Linked DNA regions of Mus musculus: all the other regions are linked to region 1. Evidence: chromatin contacts called from public Hi-C data. All regions are on one chromosome and are shown on one strand. Each heading gives the region's core, a stretch centred on a gene start, on an enhancer-like site or on the middle of the called end of the contact. The rest is flanking DNA. Distances are from core to core; before and after follow the strand shown.

The links. A called contact is a pair of places that touch in the nucleus more often than the background predicts.
Region 2: a contact with region 1 is called in a Hi-C map of the HPC-7 cell line, with 3 times the contacts expected there. The contact joins two enhancer-like sites. A contact is called at or near these places in 11 of 39 promoter capture datasets (the C10 cell line, the HPC-7 cell line, cranial neural crest and 7 more), 2 of 15 datasets of contacts at CTCF or cohesin (the NIH/3T3 cell line and stem cell-derived epiblast-like cells), 9 of 484 Hi-C or Micro-C datasets (the AtT-20 cell line, the HPC-7 cell line, the N1E-115 cell line and 6 more), 29 of 115 datasets of contacts at active chromatin or transcription factors (DN3 thymocytes, the HPC-7 cell line, SST interneurons and 21 more) and 3 of 9 other capture datasets (adipose tissue, liver and pancreatic islet).
Region 3: a contact with region 1 is called in a Hi-C map of the N1E-115 cell line, with 2.6 times the contacts expected there. The contact joins two enhancer-like sites. A contact is called at or near these places in 4 of 39 promoter capture datasets (the C10 cell line, the HPC-7 cell line, neural stem cells and 1 more), 5 of 484 Hi-C or Micro-C datasets (CD4 T cells, the N1E-115 cell line, macrophages and 2 more) and 7 of 115 datasets of contacts at active chromatin or transcription factors (bone marrow-derived macrophages, effector CD8 T cells, embryonic hindbrain and 4 more).

What each region holds. Positions count from the first base shown.
Region 1 is chr2:174,342,149-174,346,467 of GRCm38.p6, forward strand. It overlaps Gnas (GNAS (guanine nucleotide binding protein, alpha stimulating) complex locus), which reads left to right. Exons shown (of 12, transcript NM_010309.4): 6 at 1,052-1,149; 7 at 2,927-2,981; 8 at 3,080-3,153; 9 at 3,235-3,414; 10 at 3,501-3,631; 11 at 3,842-3,909; 12 at 4,094-4,319. The coding sequence ends at 4,240. Among named protein-coding and RNA genes, the nearest start is that of Gm30189, 17 kb to the left of the region's middle. Within about 2 kb of position 2,028, at least 278 of the 459 cell types and tissues checked have an H3K27ac peak or open chromatin away from gene starts, as enhancers often do. A contact at or near this core is called in the HPC-7 cell line, the N1E-115 cell line, adipose tissue and 11 more, where this site is marked.
Region 2 is chr2:174,672,345-174,676,663 of GRCm38.p6, forward strand. All of the region lies in intron 3 of Zfp831 (zinc finger protein 831), which reads left to right. Among named protein-coding and RNA genes, the nearest start is that of Zfp831, 31 kb to the left of the region's middle. Within about 2 kb of position 2,122, at least 147 of the 459 cell types and tissues checked have an H3K27ac peak or open chromatin away from gene starts, as enhancers often do. A contact at or near this core is called in the HPC-7 cell line, the N1E-115 cell line, adipose tissue and 11 more, where this site is marked.
Region 3 is chr2:174,627,513-174,631,831 of GRCm38.p6, forward strand. It overlaps a transcript of Zfp831 not described here. Among named protein-coding and RNA genes, the nearest start is that of Zfp831, 14 kb to the right of the region's middle. Within about 2 kb of position 2,114, at least 7 of the 459 cell types and tissues checked have an H3K27ac peak or open chromatin away from gene starts, as enhancers often do. A contact at or near this core is called in the HPC-7 cell line and the N1E-115 cell line, where this site is marked.

The DNA.
Region 1 (4,319 bases), core at 778-3,277:
CCTCAACCTAGTCCTCCATTTATCAGATAGTGAGTTTTTTTTTATGGAGGAGAGGTCCTGAGCTAAGGCAAGCTCAATTATTCCCCTCATACACATGAGGACAGACAAAACCACATGTTTGTTACACATGGCACACAAGTCCTAATTGTCCAGTTAATCCAGCCTAGTACAAATATGCACCTTCCAATGTTCAGATCTAAACATAAATTACAAAATGGAACATTATAAGAAAAAAATTGTTCTCATCAGCCCTTTGCCGGGAGCCTGACCCTCTTGACAAGGGTCTCTTGGCTTTCTAAAAGCTTTTTTTAGAGAGGGTAGAACTGCCCTGCGTCAAGCATATGTACACTTTAACCCTTCGTGGGGGGAGCAAAGATTTTTAAAGCCAAAAGAAGAGACTTGTCTAAAGTTAAGAAGTCATTGCTGCCTCTTCTTAAGCTTTTGTGGGGTTTGTGTTTTTTAGATGGGTTTTGGCTACAAACTTGTGAGAAAAATTAGTACAGGCAGGTACATTAAAAAAAAAATAGCTGTTGATTAAAACAATAAGAACAACAGCAACAGCAACAACAAAAACCAACCCTCCCAACAGGGAAACACAGCATGGATTCTATAGTCATCTGATTCCCATGATTCACAGAGACAAAATGGCAGCCTACCCACAATGCATCTGATGTCATTGACATCTGCTACTCTGATATCTGGACAATATTCTAACCTTGGCCCATGTCCCTCCCACAGGGTAGTACATATCCCTCCTGTACACATAATTCTAGGGGGAGTTTACTCATTTGGTTTGCTCCCACCCCTCACAAGACTAACAGAAGCAGCCACCCAAGACTGTGAGCACTCCCCAGAGATGAAAGCATGCTAATTCATTATATAGATTTCTGGGAGTTTAACAGAACTGCAGGCTCTTTCCAAGCGCTGGTTAACCCGGGGGCTCACACTTGGACTCACATAGCGAGCGATGGCCTTAGAATTCCAGGGGTGGGGTCCCTGATTGGTTTGAGCTCAGTCTGTCAGCCAACGTTTTTCCTGGGTTCTCTTTCAGGAATTCTATGAGCATGCCAAGGCTCTGTGGGAGGATGAGGGAGTGCGTGCCTGCTACGAGCGCTCCAATGAGTACCAGCTGATTGACTGTGCCCAGTAGTAAGTAGCTGTCCCCCCATGGCAAAACAGAAGCTCAGAAGCCAGGAAGCTACAAACCCACCAGTAGTCAGAGAGTTCCAGTCTGGTTCATTTGTTTTATAAAGCTTTTAATTGCACTTTATAGACCACTGATACTGTTTTACATAAACAATTAATACCTGCTAGAGCAAGGCAAAATACTTACTTGTAATAAAGTGGTATAACTCACGGATATGAACTCTAAGCATTTAGGGGCGCACACAGTGTAGCAAACACATACTGGCCTCCTCATATAAAATACACAGACTTTTTATTGTTCAGTACCTTATAAGGCACTTCAGCTTCATGATGGGAGGGGGACAGTGACCCTTTCCTAGGCTCACTCTCCCATGGGGACTTGTTGCTACATATATAGCATGTCATGACTTAATACACACAGTTATATATTCTTTCAAGGAACTGAAAAGCAGCCCCACAGGCCCCAGCCCCCACACCTCCTCCAGCAAAGTTCCTGATTTTTCTCAAAAGTTTGTACTAAAAGCTGGAAGCACTAATTATAGAAACAGAAAACAAATGGAGATCCTGGAATTGTTTGTGATTTGTATTTTGGATCCAATTCAGGAGTTAAGTACAGATACAAGATGAGGAGGCTCAGCTACCCGGTAGGGAATTGCTGGGGTCAGTTTCCTAACTGATTAACAGTGATTTAGCCAGGTTCTTTGGGGATCACACCACTTTAAGGATGTCTTGTTGTTGAAAGCAGTGCAATCTACTCCTGAACACTGTACCACGTGGCACCAACTTCAAGAAAAAGAAAACAACTTTCAAGTTGTGTAAGAGGCCTCTCCCCAGCCTGAGTGCACAGTGGCCCGCTCATTTGTCTAACTGCCTTTTTGCTGGAGGCACTGGGCCTGGACCTGGTTGGTTCTTAAACTGCCAGGTTTGTGTTTGTTGAGCTGCAGTTTGGCTGGCCCCACTCCAGATGTCTTCTCACAAGATTTGGTGCTAAGGATCTATTTATAGAATTGTGGTTCTGTTGCCATGGCAACATGCTGGAGGCCAGGGTGGCTGGGGAGCTATTTGTGGGCCTGTGCTGTAATGTAAGATTGATTGGGCCAGTTAGTGTATCCTCTAAGCCAGACTAACTCGGAACTGGTAAAAAGGAAGGGGAAGGAGAAAAAAAAAAAAAAACACAAAACAAAAAAACTCAGGGGCTTTCTTTAAATAGACTATGCTCCTTTCTGGTTGGTCTACTTTAAAAGAGTTCCCAGCCCTCTGGCCCTTGGCCCCCAAATCCTCCAAACTAGTATTAATATTACTTTTTCATATTACATTATCTCAGTCCTGCAAAAGGCAAAAGTTAATTTTCCTGTGTTTATAGTCGAGCAACTTTTCTTTCTTCTTGTTTTGTTTTGTTTTTGTTTTTTTTAAACTAAAAGTTTGCTATCTCAAACTTTTTCTGTTTCACAGACCCAGTAGATAGGAAGGGAACTTCGTCTTTGCTTCCTGTTCAAAGTGGTGAATGCAAGAACAGCCCCTTTGTGCCCACAGCTTGTCTTGGCTCAGTTCTCAATAATGAATGAGAGTCTTCCAAAGCAGACAGGGAGAGGGCTGGCTCTGCTTTGTCCTGGACAGAGACCTGTGCACCCTTAAACCCGCACTTGTACATTGCTTTAGGAAAGGGATGAAGTTTTAAACTTCTCTTACATGTCAAAAGCAAGGGCGGATCCCACCACCACTTGCCTTACGGGGTACACACTTGGCACACACTGACCACCGTGTCTCCTTTTCTTTCAAGCTTCCTGGACAAGATTGATGTGATCAAGCAGGCCGACTACGTGCCAAGTGACCAGGTACGCGTGCGCCTCTGTCCTCAAGCCTGGGGTTCCACGTTGCTGGTTCTTCTCCGGGCAATTAGGGTGAGACCTACTGACCCCCCTCTTTGTTCTAGGACCTGCTTCGCTGCCGTGTCCTGACCTCTGGAATCTTTGAGACCAAGTTCCAGGTGGACAAAGTCAACTTCCAGTAAGTGAATCGTTGTCCCGCCCCAACTATCTGGCCTGGAGAGTGGTGGGCCCAGGGTAACCCAGTATTTTCCGGTTCCAGCATGTTCGATGTGGGCGGCCAGCGCGATGAGCGCCGCAAGTGGATCCAGTGCTTCAATGATGTGACTGCCATCATCTTCGTGGTGGCCAGCAGCAGCTACAACATGGTCATTCGGGAGGACAACCAGACTAACCGCCTGCAGGAGGCTCTGAACCTCTTCAAGAGCATCTGGAACAACAGGTGCGTGGGGTCTCCCTGACTTGGCTCAACCTGTAGGTCTGCAGCTTGCTCTGGCCCCAGCTCTCACCTGGCCCCTCTCTCCTCAGATGGCTGCGCACCATCTCTGTGATTCTCTTCCTCAACAAGCAAGACCTGCTTGCTGAGAAAGTCCTCGCTGGCAAATCGAAGATTGAGGACTACTTTCCAGAGTTCGCTCGCTACACCACTCCTGAGGATGGTACGGTCATGGCGCTGGTTTAGTCAGGTGGTTCTTGGGCACAAGGTGTGGCTGAGAGTCCCTAGCCCCTCCCACTATGGGGAAGCCAGGGACATTTATTTCCCTCATTTTCATAGGCAGAGATCAAGAGTTTGGGGGTGATGAGCTACAATGGTGTCAGACTAGGTCTTCTAAGCTAATTAGCATAATTAATAATTTTTTTTTTTGTAGCGACTCCCGAGCCGGGAGAGGACCCACGCGTGACCCGGGCCAAGTACTTCATTCGGGATGAGTTTCTGGTGAGTAGGACTTGTAGTCCCTTACTCCTCCTCACGAGTATTCTCCAGTCAGTGCTGGATTTGGAGACTGAGCGGTCCAGGCCTTCCATTGTATTGTACTATGAGTTGATGGCTGGTCCTCTGGTGGTGGGGTGAGGGGCTCCTGGAGAGGGTTGCTTGACCGAGCCCCTCTCTCTGCCTACAGAGAATCAGCACTGCTAGTGGAGATGGGCGCCACTACTGCTACCCTCACTTTACCTGCGCCGTGGACACTGAGAACATCCGCCGTGTCTTCAACGACTGCCGTGACATCATCCAGCGCATGCATCTCCGCCAATACGAGCTGCTCTAAGAAGGGAACACCCAAATTTAATTCAGCCTTAAGCACAATTAATTAAGAGTGAAACGTAATTGTACAAGCAGTTGGTCAC
Region 2 (4,319 bases), core at 872-3,371, 330 kb after region 1:
CCTGAGACGCTGAAGCCGCTGTCCTCGGTCTCCCAGCTTCCTGTGAAGCGGGGGTGTTATAGAAACCAGTAATTTCATTTGTGGACTTAGAATTCATTTGTTTTTAAGTCGAGGGACATCTGTCTCTTTTTGCCCCAGGCCTTCATCTGTAAAATGGAGTATGGCTAGTGTCTAATCTGGCTTCTGTCTAGAAAGTCCTGACTCATTCCAAGGGGAGGGGGGCGTTGCTGAGAGGCCCACATCACAGGATCCTCTAGGTCCAACAGGGAGCGAGGTCTTGGCAGAGAGCTGTTACAAAATGACAGTACTCTGTAGCGTGTGACCAGGGTAGCAAACAGTAGGGGGCGCTACCGTTTTCACCCCACATCTAGAGAAGATGTCTTTAGGCCACAGGAGTGAGCCAGAAGTTGTGGAGTCTCATTCCGCTGCCAGGGACTGGGTCCCTAGTGCGACACAGAGAAGGCTAGGGTATTTATGCTTCATGTACATCTCTGATGGATGTTCCAGAGGGAGCTCAAAAAGTCACTGGTGCTCTGCTTAAGGTCCCCAACCTCCAGACAAGGTTCCCCTCTCCTGTTGGCCTTCACCTCAACCTTGGATGCTGGCAGGGAGCTCAGAGAATCAGCTCCAACAACAAGCAGCTTCCTGCTTCCGCATTTGAGGGTTTCCGCCAAATGTTTTTCCTCACCTGAGTTTCGATATGGCCTTTGGGGTCAGAGGTGGCTGCCAAGGTTACCCACCTCCCCATCCTCACTGGCAGGGAGTCGTGCCCAAGTTCATAGTGGATGAAAAGATAGGTTCCTAGATAGCCCCCTCTCTGCTAAAACTCTTAAAATGTTGTTTGTTTGTTTGTTTTTAACTTTCAGTTTTGTTTTGTTTTTTGTTTTTTTTGTCCCAGCCCAAAGGCATTAGCTTTTGATGGCTACGAGGCACCTGACATGCTGGAGACGGACAAAGCCACCTCTGAGCACGAACATTTGAAATTATTAAGTGTTCATTAAAGCACCCCCGGGCGCACAGTGCTCTTAGGGATGTTAGCGTCTCAATTTTCTATAATTTCCTTATTTTTCTCTTCTAGCTAAAGGCAGATGAAAAACGAACTCGGTGCATTTGAGTCTCTGAATCATAGTTAATGTGCGACGCCCCCTCCCTTAACTGCGCTGTTTCCCTCTGCCTCCTCCAGTCTCCTTCCCTATCAATTGGATAAACTTCTTAATCCGTTTAACCCCTACTCTGACTGCCACTCGGGAAATGCATGCAAAGACCCCCGACCAGCTCTCTCTACACCCTGACTCGCTTTGGGCAGGGGTCTGCGGGCTGGGAGCTGTAGAAAAATCGAGAAGACTGCAGCACTGCATCCCCGGCGCCGGCAGGAACTCGGGGGCAGCTGTCTGGCAGGTGGCTGCAGGCTGGGGTGCAGAGCAGACCCTACGCAGCCACCCACGACCCCCAGCCCCATCGCTAGGCTTCCGGGGGGACTAGGGAGCTGCGGCTGTGCATGGACTGTTCTGGAAAAACACCAAGCTCCAATCCCCCTCCCATCCGCCCTCCTGTGACTCTGGTCTTACATGAGCAGAGAGGGAACAACAGCTAAAAGCTGTTTTTCTCTTTCCCTTTCTTTTTATTTTTTTGACAACAACCTCACATAACCTCAAAAAGTTACCCATGAATTTACCAAAAACTTTTTATGAAACTACTTTAACCTCTGGTGGGGGTTAAAAACAAGCTCTGTGGATTTATTATCCGGGGGAAAAAAAAAAAAGCGAAGCATGACTCTGTATTTGCTGGAAAATCGTCTACCAAGCTTCAACGGCGCCCCCTACAGCTGCCTGCGAGGAATAGCCAGCGCCGACTGCAGCAGGAGCTGCAGGCTGCCCAGGACCTGGCAGGACCTGATCCCCGGCGGGTGATTGGACCCCCTCCACTGCACCCCGGGTCTGCTCCGAACCCGGACACCTTGCTGGGTCTTAGTTTATATTTTTTGAAGTTCAAATGGCTAAACCAGGAGCAGGCTAATCGCCAGCAGGGTTTGTACTGCCAGCCTCGGCTGGACCCCTGCAGAGCAGGCGAAGCTTACAGTCTGAGCACGCAGGCGACCCTTGCTTGTTTGTTCCTTTTTGCTGCTTTCACGTAAATGCCACCCAGATGTACTGAAGGAAGAATGATGACCCCCAGAGGAATAAGGACAGGAGTATAGGCAGGGGCCTCGTAGGAGGCTGAGACCCAGAGAAGCTGAGCATTGCAGAGAGCAGGGTGAGAGATGGGAAAAGAGAAGACCGGGGGATGGGGTGAGGGTCCCTGTGAGAAGGAACGTGGATATGGTCAGCAACCACCCTCCCAACTTCAAAACACCCCAGCTCTCCCTCAGAACCGTGTTTTTAGGAAGCACATGGAAGGAAAGAAAGAAAGAAAAAGAAAAAGAAAAAAAAAGCCGTTCAGAAAAACAAATGTAAATCAGAGACAGAGGAGCGGGCGCTGCAGCCTGCCCAGAAGAGGCAGTAGCATGCGGCACTCAGATTCTCTGGTCCCTCACACCTGAGTCCTGCTGCTAAGGACTGAGCTTTGCTTCAGAACTGAGAGAGAAAGAAAGAGGGAGGGAGGGAGGGAGGGAGGGAGGAAGGAAGGAAGGAAGGAAGGAAGGAAGGAAGGAAGGAAGGAAGGAAGGAAGGAAGGACAAAACCCAACAAAACAAAACAAAACAAAACAAAACAAAACAAAACAAAACAAATGCAAAAACCAAACTATCATCCGGGTAATCTTAGCTCCTATACAGGGAGAAAGCCAGCTCTGGTCTCTATGAGAAAAATCTAGAATTTGACAGTAAATAGATCTTCCAGTGTTTACATGATGGTAATTCAAACTCTCTCTCTCTCTCTCTCTCTCTCTCTCTCTCTCTCTGTCTCTGTCTCTGTCTCTCTCTCTCTGTCTCTCTCTCTCTCTGTCTCTCTCTCTGTCTCTCTCTCTCTCTCACACACACACACACACACACTACTGTCAGAGATCTTTATTAAGGGGGGGGGGGCTCACTGCCGTTTCTCTTTGTCATCTAACACCCACACATTCAGCATCTGGCTTAGGAGAGCCAAATGCCAAACGCAGTTTGTCTGTATCCTCTTTTGGGACTCACCGGTTGGATTTGAGGGGAAAATTCCTTTTCTTTCTCCCTTCTGGTCCTGGAGACTATAGGAAGACAGCTGCTTCTCCACACCCCCAACTCCCTAGAAGTCCCGTGGGGAATGTGGTGGCACTTGGGGGAGGTGGGCTTTCTATTCTTATCCCAGAAAGGTCTGTACCCGTCCCCTCCTGATAGGTATGTGTCCTTTCTTCCCAGCTTCTCACTGAACCGGGTCCATTTCGAGTTTGTCACTTGCATCCAAAGTTACATTTGTGATTTGGGGGCATCTTTCCCAAGATGGAATTTCTGGGTATCCCGTATCTCCCAAACCCCCTTGCCCTGACCCAGCCTAGGCTTCTTCCTGCCCTTCTGACGGTAGAGCCTGGTGTTCTGATGCCTCTAGTGGTGGACTCCAGTATAGCACCCTGTTGCTTTAGCAGAACACACGGGCATTCCTACTTTGTCCACTAGCTATTTCCTGGGGAGCTGTTGTGGCTTCTAATCGTACCTTTCCTGTTTTCTCTCTCCACGAAAGATCTGGCTACATAGCCCAGGCTGCCTCAAACGTACGGAACTCCTCCTGCATCATAGTTGCCACCCACCAGGCTTTACCCATTGTTTCTGAAAGGGCAATCTAAAATCCCGTTGTGTCTTCCTTGTATCCTAAAACGTTGAACGTTGCAGTGGAGACCATAGAGAACCAAAGACATGTCTGCATCTACCTCTGCTAAAGTGGGTTAAATAGACTATGCTTTTGACTCTCACAAGCTCACACGTTCATGGCTCAAGTGAGAAAGGTGGTATATGTTTTCATCTGGAAGCGATTGTTCTCCTTTTACAGTTGCTTCTGGGTTCTGCTGGGTTTCCATGCGTGGTTTCTACCCTCTGCTTTCACTCTGTCATGCTAGCACACGACGCTGCTGTTCCTAAGTGGCAGAGGAGGCTCTTCATTTTCTGCTATTAATTTTTATCTGTTGTGTTCTGTTGTACTTAATTTTAATTAATTGAAGTGACTCATTATAAATACAATGCATAATTTAAAAAAAAAACTAAAAGAGAGAGGGAGAGAGAGAGAGAGAGAGAGAGAGAGAGAGAGAGAGAGAGAGAGAAATCCTCTTAGTCCATTCTAAGTAACTGCATTTTGAAGCTCAGAATGAGCCCTGTCTGACATGTTCTGGAAACTTCTCTGAAGGGCAAGTTTGGC
Region 3 (4,319 bases), core at 864-3,363, 290 kb after region 1:
AGAGGTTAGCCTTGATGATCTCGCTTCCAGATCTTTACTTCTCGTCGCTGCCGATCCCTTCTGTTTCCTGGTGAGCGATGTATTGAGTGTTGAAACTTTTGGTTAGAGCATTTTTTCCCCCTTCTAAAATAACGCTTTTGAAAATCTTGGATTTCTTTCCCAGTCTTCCCGTTTCCCATGTGCTCAAGATTTATCTGCAGATGTTCACAGAAGCTGTCTACCATGGTTGGCTTTCTATCTGCAGATAACTGATACCTCTGGCGTTGGTGTCTCTGGATCTCGGATCCCATGTGCTTTGAGGTCTTCCTGGGACTTGATATGACTCATGTTTGATGGGCGTTTGGGGAATTCTACCGTGACAGTCTGGATCCATTGAGTTTCTTTCCACTGTGGACTTGGTTAGATCACGAAACACCCGAGATGAGGAGAGAGGTCCTTTGGGAACATCTGTGAGGGTATTTCTAGAGAGGGTAAGCTGAGGGTAGAAAACAAGACTGCCCCGGATGTGGGGATAACTGTCCTCTGGGCTGGGGTCCCAGAAGCAGAAGACCTTGTCCTTGTCCAATGTGACCTCCTCTGACAGTGCAAACATCAGGCATACCCACCAATGGAGTTATATTGGACGATGAAAAGGAGAAGGCCACTGAAGCACACTACGGTGTGGGAGAGTCTCAACAGCGTTGTCTCCAACACCAAGACACAGAGTTGAACATGCTACTCTGCCCATGCTTCCATTTCATGATAGTCTAGAAGAGGCAAACTCTGAGCCTAGAAACAGATCTTTGGCTACCAGATTTTCTGTGGTGGGAGGAAGAGGCTTACCACAGCATGATCTGGGGAGCCTTGGGAATGTTCCACTTTAAGTTCATTATGTCCATGGATACTCTTACTGTATCTGCTTCTCAAAATGTATAGAAATGTATCCTAGGGAAGATGTATACTTTGACACACACACACATATGTGTATATATATATTATATATATGTATGTATGTATGTATATGTATATGTACATACGTATACATATACATATACATCATACACATACACATACACATACATACATACATATATATATATATATATATGTATATATATATATATATATATATATATATAGTGCTTAATTAAAGACCAGCCCTCTGTAGGGATGGGGAACTCTGAGGAGCTGCTCCTTGTCCCTGCTCTGTCGTCTGCAGTCCGAGGAGTCTGCTTTCAGCTTCTCAGATGTAAACCCTCAGCTCCCATGATGCATTTCTGTGTTGTGTGTTTATCACAGGCAAAGTATTTGTGCAGGATATGCCTATCACACTCTGTGTTTCTCGAGTGGACATCTCATGTGGTAGTGTGCTGCCTGCTTTCAAGTCATCTTGACAAAAGCAACTCAGGGGAGAAAGGGTTTATTTTAGAACGGTGCTTGAGGGTTTCATAAACCATGGAAAGTATGGCAGGGATGCAGGAGAGGGCAGCTGCTTGCTCACATCGGGATGTGTCAGAAAGCAGAGATAAGTGAGTGCTATGTTCATCAGGCTCTCTCTCTCTTCCCTCTTTATTCAGTTCTGGGATGCTGTGCTCCCCGCCTTCGGGGTATACCCAGAGATGGGTCTCCTAGGTGATTCTGCGTCCAGCCAGATTGGCAATGAAGGTTAACCACCCAAACCATACTTCCTAGCCACCCATGTAGCCAAGAGCACTCTAAGCCAGGAGCACCCAGCCTTTGGGCCACGTGAAGCCCAGGATAATAGTCATGCAGCCCCAATTCACTTAACCCATCATGCGACTTGTTTTGTTCTAACTCGATTGCCCAGTTTTCTAGCACAAACTCTGTAAATGACAAAATGGCCTAGAGAAGCCAATTTTTTTTTCTTAATCCAATCAAGGTGACCTTGGAAATTAGCCATCACAAGGGGAGGGGGGTGCTTAACTCTTGTAGAAGGTTGGCTCATACAGGCTCTGGGGACTCTACTATCTCCCTTTGAACTCAGCATGCTATCTGTTTGCTGCTCTCCTGGCAAATTATTGTAATTATATAAAACAATAACCATCCCCAGCACAGCGTTCAGAATTACATTATCTCCCATCCCAGCAACTGTTTATACCCTAAGGCAACTGGGAGCAGCATTATTTTATCTGACGTGTTCTAGGGCTCAGGAAGCGTGGACAGCCTCCAGCTGCCCTTGTGGTCTGTGAGGCTTGGTGTTCACATGAGAGCAGCCCTGGCTGGTAGTTTTCTCCTTAGTACCATCTTCCAGTGAGTAGGAAGACTTAAGACCTTCCTTCTCTCTCCGCTTGGCACACAGAACAACCACCCAAGCCCGAGGTCAGTTCCCTTCCTTGTCACTGAACAGAGCACACCCTCCAGTATCTGTCATCTCAGGCCATTTGGTTCATGGAATGGTTTTCTCTCTCTCTCTCTCTCCCTCTCTCCCTCTCCCTCCCTCCTTCCCCCCTCTCTCCCTCCCTCCCTCCCCATCTGTCTTTCTTTCTTCCTTCCTTCCTTCCTTCCTTCCTTCCTTCCTTCCTTCCTTCCTTTCTTTCTTTCTTTCTTTCTTTCTTTCTTTCTTTCTTTCTTTCTTTCTCCTTTCCTCCTCCTCCTCCTCTTCCTCTTCTTCCTTCTTCTCTTCCTCCTCTACTCTCCAAAGGTCCAAAAAATAAAAGACTTGCCCAGAAAGAATCACAAAATATTGTCAAGCATTTATAAACGCAGTTCCCCGATGTGGCACAATAGAACAGGACTTGCCTATAATGTGTGAAGGCCTGAAATCCCAAGGACATGAGAAATGTATCTATGTCTCAACCATGTTACATATGCTCATGTTTGGTTTGGGTCTTCTGTTTCTTTCTTCCTTCCTTCCTTCCTTCCTTCCTTCCTTTCTTTCTTTCTTTCTTTCTTTCTTTCTTTCTTTCTTTCTCTCTCTCTCTCTCTCTCTCTCTCTCTCACACACACACACACACATATATATATATATACACACACACACACACTCCATGTGTGTTCTTTTGCCACTTTTCCTCCAGGTTTCAACCTTCTCTGTGAGGCTCATTCCACCCATCCCATTTAAAAGGGCCACTCTGAAGCCATCCTCTCCCGCTCACACTTCTGTCACACCTTCATCACCCCCTTTTCATTATATATTTTCCAACATATTATATAATTGTTTATTTAAAAAACAATCTCTTGCTGCTTAACTAAAATGTAAGTCCCACAACACAATTTCTGTTATTTAGTGGTATCCTGCAGTACTGGAGGGGCCAACTCACAGACAAGTCCCTCATCCTTGGCTCTCTCTCTGTTCCAGCAAAGATGAGACCCACAACCGTTAATGTGTAAGGCAGTGCTTTGCTGTAAGCAGCTGTTCAGCAAACATCAGAATAGAATGGGTGGATGGTTCTACAGGTGAAGACTAAACTGTAATAGTTACTTGGTTTTTATAAGTCACATACCTGTTTAATGTCTTTCTTGGTGTTATTTCATTGCCACTATATCAGACTTAGTGACTGTGAAAGAGAGAGCTAAAAGTGGTGCTACACAGGCCTCAGCTGACGAGCCCCAGTGTGGTAGGCTGGGTGGAGAACCCAAGCCAAGCTCCCTCTATGCCACCAGGTCCACTGCACCATTTGTGCCTCTTGGTGTCCCCCTCCTTCCCTTTCTTGAACTCTAGCAGAATGTTTGTCTTGAAATGGTGTCAAAAGTATCTAACTGTGGCCTGGGGAGATGTTTAATATACTAGCAGAAGGGCCTGAGTTTGGTATACACCTGCATGTAAAAGCTAGGCATGGTGACATGTTCTAATAACCTCAATGGTAGGGAGGCAGAGACAAGCAGGTCCCTGGGGCTTGCTAGTCAGGCAGGCTAGTCTGATGGGGAGGCAGAGACAAGCAGGTCTCTGGGGCTTGCTAGTCAGACAGGCTAGTCTAATGGGCACATTTCAGGAGAAGCCCCGAGTTGATCAAATAAAATGATCAGTGCCTGAGAACCTATATCCAAGATTAACTTCTAGCCTCCATGTGTGTGCCCTTACACACACACACACACACACACACACACACACACACACACACACACACCACTAACCCCTGTCCCCCCAAATAATACAAATGATTGAGCTGGATGGAGATAAGTAACCAAGAAAGAGAACTTCTCTGATTTTAAATGCATATGAGTGGAATGTCCAAGGCTCTTTAAGGAGGCAGATGGGGTGCTAAGGCTCCCACACTGGCTTGAGGCTCCCACAGGCTGAAGAACTCTGGTTGGGCTCATGCTGTGCATGGACCATGGGATAGCTGAAGAAATGGTGAGCACGTTGCCATCTCCAGGAG